Regions from separate parts of the Macaca mulatta genome. Here region 1 is linked to region 2. Evidence: chromatin contacts called from public Micro-C data. All regions are on one chromosome and are shown on one strand. Each heading gives the region's core, a stretch centred on a gene start, on an enhancer-like site or on the middle of the called end of the contact. The rest is flanking DNA. Distances are from core to core; before and after follow the strand shown.

Region 1 (3,161 bases), core at 376-2,875, 34 kb after region 2:
ATAAATCTTTAACATTCCTATCACCCACATTTTAAGAAATACATCTATACTTTTAATTAATTAATGCATTTAATTCATTTAATAATACATTTATTTAAATTTAATAATTTTGAAATATAAATGTTTGTGGAATAAGTAAATCTCAGTCATACCATTCGTGCAGGTGCTAACACAATTCTTGTGCTTCACATGCACGACATCATTTAACCCCAACCAGCACCTTATGAGCAAAGGATCACTGACCCCATCTTACAGATGAGGAAACTGAGACTAAAAGGGCACAAGGTGACACACAAGAGTTGGTGGCAGAGAGAGACGTGACCATACAACAGCACGGTTCCTGTTCTCAAAGACACTCTCTTATCCAGTGAGAGTGAGAAAAGTGAGTGAACAGAACAGCTACAATCCAGGTCCCTCATCTGCAACCCTCAAATCTAAAAAGGTATGAATACTAGTGGATGATCAGATGCAGGGGAAAAAAAAAGTCTGAATACCAAAACTTGTTTCTTACGTTGGAGAACTTGACCTGACTTAAGGTGAGGCTATCCATGGTTATTTATCCCAACAGTGTAAATATATGCATATCTTTTTTTTTTTTTCAGACGGAGTTTCGCTCTTGTTGCCCCAACTGGAGTGAAGTGGCGCGATCCTGACTCACTACAACCTTCGCCTCCCTCGTTCAAGTGATTCTCCTGCCTCAGCCTCCCGCCTCAGCCTCCCGAGTAGCTGGTAGTACAGGCACGCGCCACCACGCCCGGCTAATTTTTTGTATTTTTAGTACAGGCGGGGTTTCACCATGTTAGCCAGGCTGGTCTGGAACTCCGGACCTCAGGTGATTCGCCCGCCTCAGCCTCCCAAAGTGCTGGGATTACAGGCCTGAGCCACCGCGACCCGGTCAATATAATATATGCATATCTTCATATCTTTAGCTGTGGAAAGGGTCGTGTATTTGATTGCAAGCCGCTGCTCCAGCCCCCACTGAGGGTGAAACCTAACATAGAACATACGCACTTTACCTTTCCAAAGTCCGAGAAATCCTCGATTTTAAACGCATCTGGCCTCGGGGCTGTAACACAAGCGGCTGCGGACTTGTACAAAGTGAGAAACTCCGTACACAAAAACAGAGGGGAGCACGGAGGGCGGCGGGACAGACAGGGTGGTCGGCGAAGGCTGTGTTTTCCATAGATGTAATCACAGTTTGAATCGAATTTTATATTTTGCTTTTTCACCTATTACAATGAAAAGTATCCTTACCTGTTAAATCGTAATTACGATTAAAAATATTTTTCACTAAATAGTACGATTTTTAGATGTCTTTGTGTGTGTTGTGGGAGGAGATCCCAGTCCGCTGCCTTCTGCGGCCCCTCTCTGGGCCTCAGTTTCCCCATCAAGAAGGGGGAGCCCCAAGACCCCCGTCCCCGAGTTCCACAGCCCACGAGGATAGACCACGGGGCCAGACCCCACTGCCTGTCTCGCCCACCCCACCTTCCGTCCTCCCCTCGCCTTCCTCGAAGTCCCTCTTCTTTCCCCTCTACCCCCTAGCGCGCCGCGTTACCCACCAGGGTGCCCAAGCGCAACCCGCGCTGAGCTAGCGGATACGGTCGCAAGGCGGACTCTTCTTCCTTTGGGGCGGGGCGAACGCGAACGCGGCGTTCCCGTTGGTGGCCTGCAGACGATTCGCCCGTCCGTTGGGTGACGCACTTCCGGTTTTCCGTTTGCGCCGTTTCCCTAGTGTTTCCGCCTCGTGGGTTAGATCCCAATTACTGCGCCGCTCTCCATCCTTAATAATGGGAAGGGGCTTCCACTTGTCGCCCTCCGCCTCCTGCACCTCAGTGACTTCCCTGACCAAGGAGGAAGAATCGGCGCGTAGCCCGTGCTTCCCCCACTGGCCACGATTCCGCCGGCACAATGTAGTGCCCTGCCCCGGGCCTCAGTTTCCCCATCAGTGGAACTGACAGTGTGGCCTCGTCGTCAAAAATGTGGACTCTGGCCGGGCGCGGTGGCTCATGCCTGTAGGCCCAGCACTTTGGGAGACCAAGGCGGGCCGATCACTTGAGTTCAGGAGTTCGAGACCAACTTTGCCAACATGGTGAAACCCCCGTCACTACTAAAAGTACAAAAATTAGCTGGGCGTGGTGGTGTGTGCCTGTAATCCCAGCTACTCGGGAGGCTGAGGCAGGAGAATTGCTTGAACCCGAGAGGCAGAGGTTGCAGTAAGCCAGATCGCATCACAGCACTCGAGCCTGGGTGACAGAGCAAGACTTAGTCTCATAAAAAACAAAAGAAAAATGTGGACTCTGTGGTCATACAGCCTGAGCTAGAATCCTGGCTCTGCCACTTACTAGTTGGCAGAAGCTTGGGCAAGTCATTGAGCCTCAGTTTCCTCTTCCATTAAATGGGGATATTAGTCCTTGCAAAATAGTGTTGGTGAGATTTAGGTGCTTAGCATAGCCACTGAAAAGTGTCACATGGGAGTGCTGATTAAATGTTAACTATTATCTTACCTAGGGATTGTGAGAAAGCAAGTGAAATTACTCTTGGAAGTGAATAGACTGTTTTGAATCTTCAAGGCATTAATTTTCCAAACGTTTGTATACTATCCCTAGTCTGAGAGCTAGGGATGCAGCCTAGCAAGGGAAACAGGTAACTAATATAGAACAGCGGTACCTGCAAATGTCTGTCTCTGTGAGGATAACTCAAATACAGGCTTGGTCACTCACCACCCCTGTGATCTTGGACAACCTTTTTTTTTTTTTTTTTTTTTTGAGACGGAGTCTCGCTCTGACCCCCAGGCTGGAATGCAGTGGCGCCATCTCGGCTCACTGCAAGCTCCGCCTCCCGGGCACACGCCATTCTCCTGCCTCAGCCTCCCAAGTAGCTGGGACTACGGGCGCCCACCACCACGCCTGGCTAATTTTTGTATTTTTAGTAGAGATGGGGTTTCACCGTATTAGCCAGAATGGTCTCCATCTCCTGACCTCGTGATCCGCCCGCCTCGGCTTCCCAAAGTGCTGGGATTACAGGCGTGAGCCACCGCGCCCGGCCTGATGTTGGACAACTTCTTAACCTCTCTGGGCTTCAGTTTCATCTGCCAAGTGGGAAAGCAGTAGTGTGTGGTGATTAAAACCTTGAGCTTTGGAGCTGGATGGTCAACATAGAAT
Region 2 (2,817 bases), core at 12-2,511:
AGCCTTTCTAAACAGATCCAGTTCATTCTCTGCAAAATCCGTAGCCATTTTGGAAATTGAAGTTGTAGCAAGATTCACCTAAGAAATAAGTCAGCGCAACAGTCAGGCTGTGCCCTTCGCGTGTTGGTTAACGTGTCGCTGGCTCTCCCTCCCTCCCCTCCTCCGTCTCTGGCCAGTCACTGAGCTCCTGTATCCAGGCACTGCGAGCCGCAGGATGGATCTGTAACCAGGCATATACTACAGACTTTATTCTTTAGCTCAGTCAACATGCTAGACCCTCAGAAGTTTCAGAACTCCAGAGGGTGTGCAGTATTTTCCAAACTCAGATAAATTTGGGAGATTTGTCTACATGTTAATGGAGCTTCAAATGCAAAAGGCACTGAGAAGTCCGACAGCAAGGAAATCTGCTTTGCCGTGTCTGACCAGCATTTCCATAGTTCTTTGCCTGTGTAATGTTTTGGAAACCCTGGACTAGAGTGCTCCTTTCTGAGTGTGAGCCTGGCTGGGAGCAGCCAGATGTCCTCTGACCAGCCCGAGGTGTCTCCTAGCCAGGGATGGGGCATGTCAGCTTCCCACTCCTGTGTTTTCACCCTGATCCCTACCTGTGAGAGTAAATCTGAAAACCACTGAAGACCCCACGTGGGTCGCAATCCTTGACACTCCTACACACTGTTTCTTTTCATCGCTTCTATGTCTTATTCTAAGTAAAAAACCATTTCTCCCTTTATTCCTAATATTCCATACATTTGGAGTGACTTCTTTACAAAGAACTGTCCAAAAGAGAAATCAAACCAAAGCAAACACGGGCTGCCTGGGCCCTGTTCCAGCTCCTCAAAAACACCACTAGAGGGCTCTGCCGGGCACTCACCAACGCATAAATGGGTCTCCCGTCATCTTCCGTGACTCCTCTCTTTATCTCAATATACAAGGACTCCAAGACACTGTTAATGTTGTTGATGAAGTCCTCCAACTTATCTACAGTGGCATTGCCTGGAAATAAACAGACCAAAAAAGGGGTGTGATGGGGGGCCTCATCAAAAAAACGTAGTTTGCTTGAATCATTCCATCCCATCTCAACACAGGGGACAGCAACCCCAGACACGGGCGGAGGCTGCAGCCTCTTGGGTGAATGCCAGTGCCGTGTGGCTTCTTTCTTCCTGGAGTACTTGGAAGACAAACAGACAACAGATGGAGGGCGTTGTGAGGCAGGAGGGCCGGGGAGATGCTATCTGCAACCACGGAGGCTGCCGCGGGCTTCCTGTCTTTGCTCGCTGCCTCCCGATGAGAGTCTGGATCAGCACCTTCAGCGTATCACTCAATGACATGCTCAGAGCGTGCACTAAGCTCCCGCTGCACACACATCCCATCCCATCTCAGCCGTTCTACCTCGTCCCCAGTGCCCCGCGAGAGGCCTCTGTCCCTTTGCGTCCCCACACGTCTTAGGTGGAGCTTTATTCCTTTCTTTTTTTATTCAGTGTCCACTTATCCTCACTTACATGCCAGGCTTGTGCTAGGTCCTGGGCTGGAACAGTAAGAATAACAACAACCGGGGTGAGAAGGGCGGCTTGCAGCAAGCCCTCAGCATGGAGAGGCCCTGTCCCGGGCACCCTTTGTCATCATGAATCCACCCTCCAGCAGCTCTCTGGGCACAGGGAAAGAGGCTGAGACGCAGAAAGGTGAACTGACTCACCCAGAGTTGTACCACAAGGCCGGGGCTTTGACCTCTCTGTCACCCACCTCCCCTGGCCCTGCCAGCAGGACGCTCACAGCCCAGGGGCCACCATCCAGGTCCATCAGTCTGAGGAGGGGGTACCCACAGTATGGCCGGGGGCTCAGCTGAATGGACACTGATCAGCCAGGGAAGGAAGGAGGGCAGAGAGGCTGCGGTGGGGAAGGGAGCCAGATCACACAGGGCCTGTGGCCGGGGACAGCAGGGCCTTTCTCCTGTGGCACCAGGAAGCCTCTGAGCACTGGAAGCAGTGGAAGGACATGTCCAGCGCTGTGTACCTTTCATGCTGTGAGACAGTCATGTCTTTTGAGACAGTCTCACTATCGCCCAGGCCGGAGTGCAGTAGCGCAATCTTGGCTCACTGCAACCTCCACCTCCGGGTTCAAGCAATCCACCTGCCTTAGCCTCCCGAGGAGTTGAGATTACAGGCGCCCACCACCACGCTCAGCTAGTTTTTGTATTTTCAGTAGAGATAGGGTTTTACCATGTTGGCCAGGCTGGTCTCGAGCTCCTGACCTCAGGTGATCCGCCCACCTCGGCCTCCCAAAATGCTGGGATTACAGGAATGAGCTTGTGCTGCGAAACTTTTTAAAGCAAGAGTATGTATTACTGTTTTCACTGTTTTTATGTATTAAAATAAATAATTTCAAAAGATTCATGCCTTAGAAAATCATTTTGGAAAAAAAACTGCAAGAAAAAACAGACAATCTGATACATTTCGTGTGAAACAAAAACAGAACCAATGAAACGGTCCCACAGGAAAAGGCCCAGCAGGTTGCCCACTGGACTGATGACCAAGGCCACTGCCAGGAAGGGACTAAACGGGGGTCATCACAGCGCCCTCACGCTGTGTGTCTATGTTTGATTTCTTATAGACAGAGGCATTTCTAAGCTACCCATACAACTCAAGATCCATAAAGTTAAAAAAAAAAAAAAAAAAAAAACAAGATCACGCTGGTGAAAATGGAGGACATAGCCGTGTGAAAGAGTCAAGGACAACCCAGGCCAGTGAGCTCTATCAGAGGATCAGACTGTGGGCGCCCAGAAAAGCCAAGAACAAAGCCCAGGGCAGTGACACTAACGCGCCA

The links. Hi-C and Micro-C count contacts between places; a contact is called where the count stands out from the background.
Region 1: a Micro-C map of CD4 T cells shows a contact between it and region 2, with 5 times the contacts expected there. The contact joins the promoter of NSMCE1 here to the enhancer-like site in region 2. A contact is called at or near these places in 4 of 14 Hi-C or Micro-C datasets (CD4 T cells, blood, liver and 1 more).

What each region holds. Positions count from the first base shown.
Region 1 is chr20:26,815,564-26,818,724 of T2T-MMU8v2.0, forward strand. It overlaps NSMCE1 (NSE1 homolog, SMC5-SMC6 complex component), which reads right to left and starts at 1,626. Exons shown (of 9, transcript XR_013411612.1): 1 at 1,560-1,626. All of the region lies in intron 1 of LOC144337957 (a long non-coding RNA gene), which reads left to right. LOC144337955 (a long non-coding RNA gene) reads left to right here. Exons shown (of 2, transcript XR_013411619.1): 2 at 930-1,620.
Region 2 is chr20:26,782,025-26,784,841 of T2T-MMU8v2.0, forward strand. NSMCE1 (NSE1 homolog, SMC5-SMC6 complex component) reads right to left here. Exons shown (of 9, transcript XR_013411612.1): 3 at 869-990; 4 at 1-78. Among named protein-coding and RNA genes, the nearest start is that of KDM8, 33 kb to the left of the region's middle. Within about 2 kb of position 1,262, at least 16 of the 40 cell types and tissues checked have an H3K27ac peak or open chromatin away from gene starts, as enhancers often do. A contact at or near this core is called in CD4 T cells, blood and prefrontal cortex, where this site is marked.